Regions from separate parts of the Sus scrofa genome. Here region 1 is linked to region 2. A link is a contact called in public HiChIP or PLAC-seq data. All regions are on one chromosome and are shown on one strand. The core of a region is the stretch at or near the end of the contact, and the rest is flanking DNA. Distances in the headings are between cores, read along the strand shown.

What was found. HiChIP or PLAC-seq counts read pairs in DNA pulled down with a chosen protein or histone mark.
Region 1: a contact with region 2 is called in an H3K27ac HiChIP or PLAC-seq map of skeletal muscle, with 7 times the contacts expected there. The contact joins two enhancer-like sites. A contact is called at or near these places in 4 of 47 Hi-C or Micro-C datasets (psoas muscle and skeletal muscle) and 1 of 2 datasets of contacts at active chromatin or transcription factors (skeletal muscle).

Annotation. Positions count from the first base shown.
Region 1 is chr1:30,781,094-30,788,328 of Sscrofa11.1, forward strand. No RefSeq gene overlaps it. Among named protein-coding and RNA genes, the nearest start is that of RPS12, 140 kb to the right of the region's middle. Within about 2 kb of position 5,973, at least 1 of the 83 cell types and tissues checked has an H3K27ac peak or open chromatin away from gene starts, as enhancers often do. A contact at or near this core is called in skeletal muscle, where this site is marked.
Region 2 is chr1:30,343,501-30,350,703 of Sscrofa11.1, forward strand. The region is part of intron 3 of EYA4 (eyes absent homolog 4); the gene reads right to left. Among named protein-coding and RNA genes, the nearest start is that of EYA4, 230 kb to the right of the region's middle. Within about 2 kb of position 3,906, at least 1 of the 83 cell types and tissues checked has an H3K27ac peak or open chromatin away from gene starts, as enhancers often do. A contact at or near this core is called in skeletal muscle, where this site is marked.

The sequences.
Region 1 (7,235 bases), core at 4,723-7,222, 440 kb after region 2:
TTTGCCAAGCACAGAATACCTCTTTACCCCCCTCTTTTCCTGCCATCTATGTTTAATGCAGTTAATTAAAAATTGTTTATCAATATCAACTACACACTAAACAAGGCTCCTTGGACCACAGATATGGGACACACGATTTCATGGTCAGGACAATCTCTGCCACAACAAAGTCCCCCAGACAAATATCCAACCCTGACCTGTGTGCCTCCTGTCATCCTTTCTTTTCCCTTTCCCTCTAGTTCTTTATTATAAAGCCAAAAGATTAGCCCAGTGACAAGTCAGACTGTTCCAGGAAGGCAGCAGAGAGAAAAAGCTGGGAATCCTCATGCATAATTATTTAATCCCATAACAAAACTACAATGCATCTTGATTATGATGTTGTGTTTTGAAGCCCTCAATCAGAATTCAAACAAACTCCCATCCCTTTTGAGAAATGAAAGAGTAGCCACTAACCCTCAGGCAGAGAAGGAAATGAGAAGTTTGACAAGAATGTAAAAACCACTGCCACCATTTATAATTGGATGTTCCTTGTAGCAGGTCATTTGTGGCATGCGTACTGTGGGTACACTTTTCCCCTTCTTAAGGATGACAGTTCTGTATGATCAGAGCCTAGATGCAAGTTGTACTGAACAGGGATGTATTTGTTTGCTATTGCTGCATAACAAATTACTATAAACTTAGGTGCTTAAAGTGACACTAGTTTATCATTTCACAGGTTATTGAACTGGCTTCTCTGTTCAAGGGCTCACTAGGCCAAAATCAAGGTGTCATTCAGGGCTGTGAGCCCGTCTAGTACTCAAAGCCTCTTTTGAGCTCACAAGGTTGTGACTGAATTCATTTCCTTGCTGGCTGTAGGACTGAGGTCCTTGTTTTATATCTAGGTGGCAGTTGAGGGTCTATCACAACTCCTGCAGATCCCAGTGGTTCTTGCCATGTGACCTCTCATGGGCCCTCTCAGAACATGACAACTGACTCCTTCAAAGCCAGCAGGACAGTCTCTGACCTCGGGGAGGGCCCTAGTCCCTCTTTTAGAGGGCTCACTTAATTGGGTTGGACCACTAAAATAATCTCTCTTTTAATTCACTCAAAGTCAACTGATTAGAGACCTTAATCACATCTTTAAAATGTCTCCACCTCTGCTATATAACTGCAAGATAATCTCAGGGGTGCTATGCCATCACATTCACAGGTCTTACCCATTCTCAAAGAGGGGAGATTTTATGGGATGTGTACCCCAAGAAGCAAGAATCCTGGGGGTCATCTTAGAATTCTGCCTACAACATGGGAGGGACCACCACGATGGAACTGGCAACAATTAATCCCAAACTACTACATGTGAGTGTGTGTGGTGTGTGTGTGTGTGTGTGTGTGAGACACAATCATAAACTCAGGAACTTGCTTCTGAAGATGGGCTCCCTAAAAGTGTAAAATCCCATACTTAAGATCCACAACTATCACATAGAATATTTATTGTTTATTTATCAGGACAATTCTGCAATAGCACATGCATTTAAGGCTTTCACTCCCTAAAACCAAGTGAAATCTTGAGATAATTCCAATGATAGGACAGGAGCCCAGATATGCCTTTCAGCAATGACTTTCTCTCACCTGGAAAACTACAAAGTGAATTTGAAACCACTGGTAACACCGTGGCAGTCACATGGATAAGATTTTTTTAAAAAAGGAAGAAGAGAAACATCAGGAGCCTTTAAGCTGTTTTCTAAATTTGACATCAGCAGAATATTTATGTTGGCAGTATCCTGTAAATCGCAGCAGGAGATTTGACAGGAGGCACTCTATGCATAACCCATGTGAGCCCCAGATCAAGAAGAGAGTATTTGCATAAACCGAATCCTAGAGACCATGTCATCGCGATCATTCTCTTCCTCCTTCCTCCCTCTCCACCCTGCAAGCTAGTGGGGTTGAGTTTCCTGGGCTACCTTCCATGAACATCAAGGAATGCAACAGAGATGAATGTTACATTGACACCAGCAGAGCTACCACAGAAAACTGTTTGTCCACCCTTTTCATTTCTCAGTACCAGCAAGCATCTGAAGACTTTGCACCTGTTCTAGTTAGCCCTGGCAAATGCAGCCTGTATTTATATTAATAGAATGATGTTTTCATAACAAAATGGATGTGCAGCGATCACGGACTCATGCTGGATGCTCTCATAAGCGCCCAGATCGGGGGAGGGGCAGCTCTTACATAAAGCCCCATGGCAAGGGGGAAAGACGCGCAAAGCCCACGCTGAATCATCGGACAGGTTGAGAACTTGTTCAGGAATGGCCCGACTCGTGTATTGGAAATTAAATTAGATTCTCGATTAAGAGGAAAATACGCTGGAGAGAAATGGGCTTTGCAAGGGCAGTTCGGGGCTCTGAACTCTTTTGTATTCCGTCTCCTGTTTCTGTAATGTGTGTCTTATCTCCCCAGAGGGGAGCAGAAAACTGGTGAGATCATACTTGGCTCAATTCCTGAAAGTTTGTTTTGAGTCACCAGTGTAAATATGGCCCACCCAATCTGTACATTTGCACAAATTAACTGAAACCAGCTACCCAATTCCTACTTCACTTTTGGATCTGTTGATTAACCCTGACAGCTGTAACCTCATTAGTCCAAGCTCTGGCCGTTCCAGAGCAGCTGTCAAATTAGGAAGAAGTGGACTCACTGAAGTCGCCTATGGACCAGGCACGTTAAAATCAATAGACGCTCTAAAAGGTTTCAGTTTATGATTCTAATTCTAATGTATGTGATGCGGTGGGCTTTTCACCCAGATCCGTAATATGGGCCTGAAATCGGTTCTTTACGGAGAAACCAGAGGCTCTATCACAAGGCAAGAACATAGGTTTTATCTGGAGAGTTTGGATCTGTATCAGTTGAAAATGGGTTTTTAGCATGCATTATAACACAGACATTTTAATATATTTGAAAATATTAGTTCCTAATGTATTTTTTGGCATGAGAGATTTTGTTAGTTTTGACAAGAGGCCAACAAAGTCTTGACTACAGAAATAAGAAAAATCTTACAGCTGGCCCTCAATGGAAAAGTAGAGATAAAAAGTGAGGAAAGGACTAAAACACACTCCAATAGGAATGCGGTTTCCCAAAATAGAACACGGATCCCTTCTGTAAGAATCTCTAAGGAAGGAGTAGGGAGGGAAATTCCCAATGTCTTTTCTTTAAAATCTGAAGGGCCAGGGAAGGAGATGACTTTCCATCCACCAAAGTGTTGCCAAGAACAGTGGAAACAGGTCAAATGCAGTGTGTGAACTTCTCTTGCAGCATTTTCATTGTGGGGAGATAGCACAGGGGAGCCGAAGAAGTTCTGAAGGAAGAATCTGGAGACTTCAGTTCTGATCCCAGTACTGTCCCAGTTCTGCCAAGTCCACCAGTGCGTGTTTGAACAAGTTCCTTCACCTCTCTAGATCTCAGTAGACTCCGTTTATAAAATGAGGTTTTCCAGATGAGTGAAATGATCCCTCTATCTTTAATGACTGTGGACTCTTTGCACAAATCATGAGAAGCTTCTCCTCCATGGCCCAAGGTGGATCTAGGTATGAGGTTTTTTTCTCTTCAGGGTAATTCTCTTCTACTCTTTGCAGTGCCCCTTAGCCTATTATGCAAACAGGTGCTGTCCTTTGGCGCCCCCTGGTGATGGCTGGGGCTTTTACATGCACCTTCCCCCACGTGGCCCTAGAAGATAAAAATGCCAACTCTGGGAACCTTCCCCAGTAGAACACAGTTTGCTGCTCACCAGGGGGAAAAGCAATCCAAAAACTCATTACTGTCACTTTATAGCTTTAACACACTGCTTTCTTGAGACTTAAGGGACTATGCAGATTTTATTTAAGTAGCATTAATCAGACGCTCTATTGGCATAAATATTATCAACTCCTAGCCTGTTCCAAATTGAAGGATTTAGAAACAATAAGGACTTCTACTTTCATTATTGTGAGGAAACAGACCAGTAAAATAAGAAGTATTTAAGTGTTTAAGAGAGGCCAAGTGTTTCCTTTGCACATGACTAATTTAAATTACCAGAAATATCAGAGAACGTATGCTCTGGTGTTTCCTAAATGGGAAAGCACTAGGAGTTTATTGAGCCTTTTCCCATACCTTTCCTTCAATTTAAAAATCATTTACAGGAAAACTCTGTGAGTCGAAAGTCAGTTAAGATGAAAAAGTAAAGAAAATCATTTTTGTTGTTTGTTGTTATGGAAAGACAGATAACTATATTTTAAGTATCATGAACCACTGGGAATTAGATTCTACTCTCAATCATGACAATTTACAGTTAGATTATATTTGCCTTAATCGTGTCAGTCCCACTTTTTCTTGTTTATAATTATATTCTGTTCCTTTCACTTTGAGGCTCTGTTGAACATAGTAAAAAGATGTCTTTGATTTAGTGTAAAAGCAGATACATCTTTCATTTAAATGCCAAACGTTGTGACTATCCAAAGAAATTAACCAAATACAATGTGAAGGAAAAAAGACAAAACTCAGAAAACTTTAATTATTCTATGTTGACTACAGTGACTTTACCATGGGCTACTAATGCTAAGCCCTTTCAAGGCCGATTCATTTTCATGCATCCAGTTCAATGTGATTATAACAACTATGACTGCTTCCAGGTAGGGTTAAAAAAAAAAAAAATAGTCACAGGAAAGAGAAAAGTCAATATTCCCTAAAGGAGAAAAACATTTCTTTGCCATGCTTACTTGACTCCTTCTGGCAAAAGGCTGTTAGCAGTTGTACCACACAGTTCAACCAGAACGTGTCTCCAGAAAGAAAAAAAAGAAAAAAGAAAGAAAAAAAGAAAGAAAGAAAGAAAGAAATATAATTGCATCTCAGAGATTTGGTTTGGAAAATCTGCTTTTGTTTCCAATGCCTCCTCTCTTCTCAACCACGTTTATAAGCATTTTCCAAGCTCTTTACGAGCATTTTGCCTGCCTCTCCACACTCCTAAATATCACCCTCCGCTCCCTCCAGCCAGCCGCGTTTTTCACTCTTGGCCAAGGAATAAAACATTGGTTCACCTCAAAGGCTGCCATTAAATTTACCTCATTTATTGACCAGCAGGAGGTGCACCCACCCTCACCCACCCTACCAGGGTCAACGTTAACTATAATTCCGTGGAGCTCAGTGGCGCCCCAGACTGCTACCCTGTTTAATGACTGTTGGGCCCCCTGGGCCAGGTAAATTCTCCTGTTGACATATTGGTGGCAATGCCCTGGGAACACCTTTGATCCATCAGTATGCTCTCTCCATTCTGGATGAATTTAACTGTGTGTTGATTAAAAATAACCAGCTATGGAGACACGAAGGAAGCAAATGGAGCTCCTACTGGAAGAATAAGCCATTTATGCTTCTCTGCAGTAGATACTGGGGCCTATGAGGACATCAAATTTAAGAAAAATAAGGCCTTGAGAGCTCTGCTCTCTGGATAGAAGAACCACCGGTCCTCTGTTGCCCTTGAGATGGGCAGCAGGAATTACCCATGAACCTGCCATCTCACTGCAAGGCACACTTTCACTGCGGAGGGAGCTCGGGGCCTGGGTTTCCATGCTTTTCTTCATCATCACTCTGCCATTCTGTAAAAATGCGAGATATCTCAGCGCAGTGACTGTGCTTAAAACAACCCAGAGTGCTTAGATAGACCATGAGAGAGTAATGGTGCCTGTAGGATCTGCTTATATTTTTCAACTGGCTGATAAAAATCATATTCATTATAAAGGGAGAGGGAATTTCCTTTTCTTTGTGAAAGTAAGTGCATGAACCTGTGCCAGATGAGAAAGCCTAGAAGTCAGAACGGTTGCTTTGTCCATAGACTGTCAGAGGCTCTCAGGCCATGGGCCCTTCTCTGCTCCCATTTTACCCTGCAAGCCTGCCTCCCTCAGCCCTGACCCCAAGTGACCAGGTTAGATGGTCAGGGATCTCAAGTCTGAATGCTGATTCAGGCCCTTCTCTCTTTGCTGCCAATAATAGTTCGTCTCGGTGCCAGATTTCGTGGTGGTTTCTTATGATGTGGATACCTGTCCAGCAGGGATTGGACTGTGACCACAAGCCATTTTTTCTTAAGCCACAGAATAACTGTCAGATGGTAACTGCTGATAGTTACTACTTGCCAGGCTCAGCTGCCTCCAAGTCAGAGACTCTCACATCCCATAGTAAGGCCACCGAACTGACCTACTCCTCAGTGAAACAAATTTTGTCAGGTATAAAACGTCCCGAGGGTAATGATTTGGTGCTTAATCTTCAGTTCCTCAAAAACAAACAAACAAAAGAGACAGAACAACATTAAAAACAAACAAAAGACTCCTGCTCTTTTTCCCCTTACAGTCGGTTGGTTCTTCTTACTCTTGTATTCACGATTTTTCTGCTTTATTGCCCTTAATGTATTTTAGTATAAATCACACCAGTTTTGGGGGGTCATCAATGAAGACTCAATTTTTTAAAATACAAGTTACATGTATGTATTGCGTTCCCCTGAGAATTAAGAATCCTTTGGAAATGTGTTTCTTACAGCCTCTTTCTTTTGTAGGCAGAATCCCATTTTGCTCTCATTTTATAGACGAGGAGTCTAGACACCTCCTCTCCAGGAGTAGAAAGTTCATACCAGGAGTACAGGGTAGAAGCAAGCAAACACAATCAGAAAGATAATTCATTGTTATTAATGGTTTCATGATATGTTGAGGTCTCTAGTCTTAAACTGAGTCTGGCAAACTTGAACGATGAATCTCTGGCGAAGTGTTAACATAGACAGACTGAAGTCTACTCTAGGGAATGCTGACTTCCTGGAGTAATTTGCCTAGAAATTCCAGACTGTACTGATGTCTTTTTGTTTCACTCTTCACAAGCTAATAGCATTGTTGTGCATGCTTGTGCCTGAAAAACATTATTCCTTAAACCATGAAGGAGTTGTAAGCTCTCAGCAGTAAAAATATTTCAAATAGTGAATCAAACATATATACATAAATATAATTACATAGATAGATAGATGGATGGATGGATGGATGGATGGATGTGTGGGAGTACACGTGTTTGTGTGAAGGAAAACAGTCAAAAGTGTTTGTAATCGAGTGATTGATTCTTCACATTCGGGCTTAAAGACTAAAAGAACACTCATTGGGGAAAGTAAATGAAGCTCTCCCAAAGTGAGAAGATAATTAACAATCTAGAAGCTATTATACATCTTTTGACTAAAATTGGTAGTCTTTCCTGAAATAAAA
Region 2 (7,203 bases), core at 2,656-5,155:
AGTCTAGAAAATCTTCTCAGAAATTATTTGCTGGGGTTTTTAAAAAATGTATTAAGTTATAGTTGATTTACAATGTTCTGTTTCAATGAATTCAAAGGAGTCCTTGGGGAGGCACCTGATCATTGGTATTACTGAAGCTGCAAGGGGGTGTAGGGGCTCACAGCCAATGCGAATCACATGGAAGATGAGGAAGTGAGGAAAATCAGTCGGGGATGAAAGGATGGAGCCCAGACCACAGAGAGGAGCGGGAACATGTTGCTCTAGCACAACAAAACAAGTATAGCCTTTACATCTTACATTCCAGTTTCTGGGTAATCAAAATGCAATTATCTGAATCTTTATAGTAAGTCCACTTTGACTGAATTCACTTTAGTGGGTTGCTATTTCTTACAATTAATAGAACCTTCAGAAAACAGTCATGTGTTATTGCTACAAACTATATAGCAGGAATCATCCTGTGCTTTCTTCTGTATGTTAAACTTCAGATTCTTTTCAAGTCTAGTTTATAAGAATCTAATGTATATGATATAAACTTTACCTTAGAGTTCAATAGCAGAAAATGATGAACGGATACCTGTTTTTACTGAGTACATATTCTACGACACAGCCTACGCTTGGTACTTGTCCTTTAATTTTTACAATAACACATATGTACATTACTTCACATATTTTATAGATGAAGAAACTGGGGCTCAAAGAAGATACACAGCATGCCCAAGACCATGTAGGCAGAAAGTATCAGCACCAGAATTTGAATTTAAGCCTATTTGATGCCAGAGCCCAGGTTCTATCACATATTGTATGTTCCCATTTTTAAAAGAGATGTTAATTCTTCCACACTGTTAAACCACTATGAGGAATGTATACCCCTCCAATAAAATACTTCGACTGATTTTCAAAAATCACTAAACTAGATATAAGCCTCTATTCTGTCAAATCTCCATTACCATATTTAAAGGGGACTCTTTTCCTTCCAGGATGTCATTTTCCACTCTTTTTATGAAGCAGTCCTTATGTCATAAGGCCACGTGAATACTAGCATCTATCTGGATGACATAAAAAGCGAACTTATCCTTGAACACAAGAAGTCTTCTAAAAAAAGAACAGAAAGAAAACTTGCAGGTGACATGCAGCTATTTCCTTGGTTCTTGTCTGCATTCTTCTGCAGCATAGATGGGATTTATTTCTAGCAGATTTAAATATCCTCTTCAGACCCAAGGGAGAGCCTGCTTTATATGTGTGCACCTAGACTCTACTGTAGCTCAGAAACCATGATCCCCTCTGCACAGAGCCTGGTAATGAGTCAGAGCCTGTTTATGTACCGGCTAAGATTCCATCAATTCTTCATGACCCAAGAAATGCAAAAGCATCCTAGACTTTCAAAGGCATTCACTCTCATGCCAGCTTTTCTCTGCATAAAATGGACTGTATGTCTGCAGGGCTTTATGCCCCATGCTCTCAGAGTCCACCTAAATAGCCAATTCTCACGTTGACCAGCAGAATGCATTTAAGGGCAAGAGTTCAGGTATTTGCTTTGCTCATAACTTCCTTTTCTGTGTAATATAAGCCTCTTCATTCTCCTTAGCTGGAAAATAAGAAGAACAAAACCAGCTTCCACTTAAATAATTTGAGTGGAGGCTGAACTAGGGCAGGATTATTTTGTTTCATTCATTGTTTTGCCCTCTACACTTAAAACTGTGCAGAGTACTTAGTGAGTGCTAAGGATGAATAATAAAATAGGCATAGGACAAATGCTGATGAAAGTGATTTGAGTTACTTGGAGTCATGTGTTCTCTAGATTAGCAAATACTGCTTGAGCATCTAGGGGCATTTCTAGGAATCGGTGAAGTATCTTCTGAGAGCCTGGAGGCTGGCAAGAGAGCAAGGTGGAGAGTGAGGGGGATTAGCTCTCTGATGTCTATGTGTGTGGAAGGTTTCACGGTTGCATGTGCAGTGTTAGGTCTCCAAATGAGTGTGTGTGTGTGTGTGTGTGTGTGTGTGTACATGAGAGAGTAGGGAAGAAGATGTTCTGTGTGGATATAGAAAACCACTGTGCAAGAAAAAATATAATAAAGTGATTTGGTCGACAAAGAGTAGATGAAAGTCATGGGCATGTCCCTACTGGGTATCAATTCCCATTTTCCAGAAAAAAAGCACACAGGTCCACTTTAAGCCAACATATTTCAGATTAGGAGCCAAGGAGCCCTTGTCCCTGCTGCAGCTCTAAGCCAGTGTTCTCTCCTGGCAGTTAGGCTGGGAGATGCGGATGCTCTCTGTTGCACAGTGTCTATGTCATTGATTGGGTAGACAGGCCCTCACTAGCCCATTTCAGCAGACAAGGTCCGAGCTGGGTTCTGCTGCAGAGAAAAGGAAATACTGAAGGAAGAAGACCTCTAATAACAAGGATCAGGGAAGTGGGCCGTGAATAATGGGAGCTGTTCTTACCATCTGCCGGTGACCTCATGCCTGTCCCCAAGCCAGTCTGGATGCTTGCAGTGTAAGTGACCCGTCTGCCAGAGTGACCTCAGGCCCTGGAGTAACAGCAAATAAAGCCATGGACACGCTGTTCTCTGGACACTTTTGCGGTCCTTCCTTTCCAGGGCTTCCTTACAGCTCCAGACTTGAGACCTGCAGCTCTGGCCCTCTCCTCACAATGACTCTAACAGATATCCCCACAAAACATGCTCTCCCCACCCAAGAAATGTGAGTAAGTATTTTAAAAATGTACCTTTGAAGCATTTCTCTAATTTTAGATTTTCAAAGCTTCCCCCTGCTTTACTTCGAAAACAGAAGGGAAAAAGCCCAATGAGTTCATTATTTGAATAGTACTGGACTCAAGTTTCTGCCAGATCAGTTACAAACCTTGGTTAATGAAGCAGGAAATTATTCTCTCTAGCAAGCAGAAGAATAAAGCCATAATGCCACGATCAAAACATCTAACGTGATTAGTTATACCAAGAAATATATAGATTCTTTCTAAGGAAAAAACTGCCAATAACGATCAAACATACTACTGGATGAATGACTGAGGGTCAGTCAATGCTAGAATGTTGAATGAGCAAATGAATGTTTAAAAGAGCAAAGCATTGGCATAATATGCAAAGTAACGATGGCTTCCTATGAAAATGATGGGATTTGGGGGTCTGAAGGGATACTCAATGTCCTTGAATGCAAAAATACCACTTCATGAGCAAGACTATGAATCCAGTGTTAAGGGCTTGTACTACAGACTGAAACCTGGGTTTTAAACTCCATCTTACCAGTCTTTGGACTTAAGGTTCAAAATGGAGTTAATGATACCCACCAGTGGGGGACTGAGTAAATTAAATAAGATCACACATGCAAATTCCACAGAATTTGGCACATAATGCATCTTAATAAACGTTGGTTTTTACCACAATCACTTTTGCAACATTGTCAATACCTGTCTGATTTGTCTGTGTGAAAATCTGCAGTATCAGGGAAATCATTAAGAAGCAGTTCATTTCATTTTCAGCCCACTCTTTTTATCAGAAAGTCTTCTCCTCCATGGTTTCTGCAACTTTGGACCCAAAAGCAATTTAACCCACTGACATGGGTCAAGTCTAAATTTTCTTTCCCATAACTGCCCTTCAAACATCAAAGAGGAATGTCCCAACTCGGAGTCCATAAAGGTATAAAATGTAGCAAGAATATCACAACTGTCACTCTGATCCGTCAATATAGTTGAAAAGGACGCTAGCTTTGCTATCAGACACTTTACAGTATGAACAAATGCTGAAACCTAGCCAACCAAACCCCTGTGATCTGTCCCGTGTGATGCTTTAGAGCCTTGTTTTTTCTCAGCCACAACACTTGCAGTTGGTATCTGGAACAGCTTTCCACGTGTTCCTCTTAAATGCTATCTTGTTGGACTGTGTCCAGTTTCAGCTCATCCTGTTCGAGTCTGACTCTGCTGCTCAGTATATTCCTGGTGCCATGACACCCAGAAACATTCTTGGCATGCATGCATGGCCAAATCACAATAAACATGAGGAACAGGCCAATGTCAAGAACAGGTCTTGAAGAAGGCACCAGCATTATAGCTCTAGATCTTTATCACTGGGAAATAGTCATTGAGCTAATAGCAGTACTATCTTTCAATCTCTATTTTTTTACCTTTTCCTCAGAAATATATCAAGATCCTTTGAGACTCATGTTGTTTAATCCTGTATGTACTAAGAATATAATGCATGCCTTTGTTTTTTCCGGTATTGCTGTCATGAAAAGTCTGTGGATACTCTGGTATGGCTTTTGCTTAGAGAACTTATGCTGGATTTTCATGATCACAGCCCTCTTTCTAATTACTTACATTTAGTCATCTAAGGAGATCATGCGATTTTTTTTTTTGAGATGCTTTTAGAATGTAATTTTAGAATCAACAGTTCACAAAAAGGTCACTGGTCTAAAGTTTATAAGGTCATATGAAGAAACAATGAAAAAAATGATTTCCCTTGAGCAAATCTGATGCTAAACTACACATAACACTGGACTGGGGATCAGGAACATGAATCTAAGTCTGTGATCTACTACCTAGGAAAAGTTAATGGGGGTGTGTGTGTATGGATGGTTTTCCAAATAATGTCTCAGGTTTACAGGGCTCTCTAAATAACCCTGCAAGTCTTCCACAGACAGGCATCCTGTACTCTTTTCCTTTCGATGCCAAGACATTCTGTATCTTTATGAGGTTACTCAACCCATTCACTTTGAACGCAAGGAAGTTAGCACCTGCCACGGGGGATCAGAATGTGAAATGTGAGGAGGGAGCCCTGTGATAAGTGCCTGACCTTAGCAAACAAAAATAAAACCTCTAAGAAAACGATGAAGAAAATGCAGTACTATACCAATATACCAACCAGACTTCTGTGAAGCTCGTACTACAAGCAATTAAATTTCCACTCCACAGGAAGCTGAGGTTGAGGCTCTGTGTGAGTCACAGAACAGCCATGCCAGGGGATGTTAGGAAACTCCCCACTGCCCCATCCTTATGACCCCATAACATGATAGTCCCCATTAAAAAAAAAAAGTCAACCAGCCGTCTTAGGGATGGGAGCCTGGGGCCCATTTCTCATCTGACGTAATACTTCACGGAGCAGGTCCAAACACAATGCGGGGCCCTTGAAATCAGCAGGAGCTCAGCACTCTGATCCATGCCAAAGAGCAAGATGAGAAATGGGGCTGGTATAAATATTCATTGGGAAGTTACGGCCAACCTCCTTGTGCTGTGTGTTCAGTGCAACTCAAAACTGCCCCACCTGGTCCCTTCTGGCTCCCTCATGTCTACCAGGGGCTGGCAGCTGGAAGGCAGGCTGAGCCTTAGAGATCTTTTAATTTGCGCAGCACCAGAGGGGCAGGCGGGAGGGATGACACTGCATATGCTGGGATTCAATTACAGGGCTGTCTTTTTCCCAGGTGGGAGGTAACAGTGACTAGAGAATTCAATGCTTCATCTGTTAAGGTCCCTTAGGAAAGGACTGGTGGTTTGCAAAAGCTGTGGGGCAGTGGGGGTGGAAGAATGCTCCATGGTCAGCCCTTGGGACAAAAAGCTTGGCAAAAAAATATTAAGCAAATTGAAGAGTGTTTTGTAGGCTCGTGTACAATCTTTTCTTTTCTCTTTTCCAAAGCGAAATCATTCTGTAACTTCTGCCTGGCAAATATGGGTGGCTGCACCTAAATTCAGAAGTAAGTTGCTGGTACCCTATAAAATGCAGGATGAGAGAAGCTTTGAGGTCATTGTCCCATGAGTCTCACTGCCAAAATATTTTTAAACATTGCATGAAGTTAGATGTGTTCTAACCATGAACATTCGAGGGGAACACACGATGTTCTGAACTTAAAAGCATTGAATGGTACCGAAAAGCTTGACAAAAATACCTACAATGTAATTCTCCCTCTACAGTAAAATAACATAATGCCATTACTTGTTAGGGCACTAAATTCAATAATTTGTTGGAATTCGTCAATGCTAAAGGGGGAGGGTGTGCCTCTCATTCTACCTGCTACAAAGCAAGGTTCACCAAATATGTAAGTAGGTTAGACGCAGAATGGCTCACTATCGTCCCCTGGATGATTTCTATATGAATAGTTACCACGCCAATAACTACAAACCAGTCTTACCTATTTATTAGAGTGGATTTCTCAGACCTATTATTTGGACAAACTTCCTAGGTGGGTAGCTTCATTTTTATTCTGTATATCTTAGAGGTAAAAAGAGGGAGTTCCCATCCTGGCTCAGCAAAAATGAACCCAACTCGTATCCATGAGGATGTGGGTTTGATCCCTGGCCTCGCTCAGTGGGTTAAGGATCCAGTGTTGCTGGGAGCCATGGTGTAGGTCGCAGACGTGGCTTGAATCTGGCATTGTTGTGGCTGTGTTGCAGGCTGGCGGCTATCTCTTCAATTTTACCCCTAGTGTGGGAACTTCCATATGCCAAAGTTGCAGCCCTAAAAAGACCAAAAAAAAAAAAAAAAAAAAAGGTAAAAAGAAAGTTGCGTATGTTTTTATCTTTCAATTTCACTCTTGCCCTAGGACAGCCTATTCTCCCCAGGGTAGTTACAGTGGAGGTTTGCCAACTCAAACCAAGTTCGTCTTCTGCTCAGAACCCTCTCATGCCTTCCCCTCCTTCTTAAAGTAATTCCCAAATTCCTCATCTGGCCGGCCTCTCAGGTCATTCACCTCCTCACGTGTTAACACTGATGTCCCATTTCTCAGACCTTGGCTCCCAAGTGATTCCCTCACTCATGGAGCATCTCCACCCCATAGCACACTCTCCCCCCAACCCTGCCCTGCCCATCTCCCAACACTCCCAACAAGCTCCCAGAGCAGGGCCTCTGCACTTGATTTCCTTCCCTCTTCCCCGGAACACCACTCCCCTGGCCATCCTCCTTGTCTGTCACCTGCTCAGATGTCCCCTTTTCAGAGAGCCTTTCCCTGCTGCCCTTACAAGACAGCAACAGCCCCAGCCAATAATTACCCACCATCCAATTTAAACTGTAATTATACCATTTATAATCCTGCTTTATTCTACTTCAATTATCTCCCCTGACTAAATACATATTAATTTATTAGTTAATTCTTCCTCCCTCTAGAACATATGTTCATGAGAGGAAGGGAGTTTTTGTTCACTGCTATGCCTAGACTTGCACCTGATACATAAGTGTTCAATTAATAGCTGCTGTATGTGTG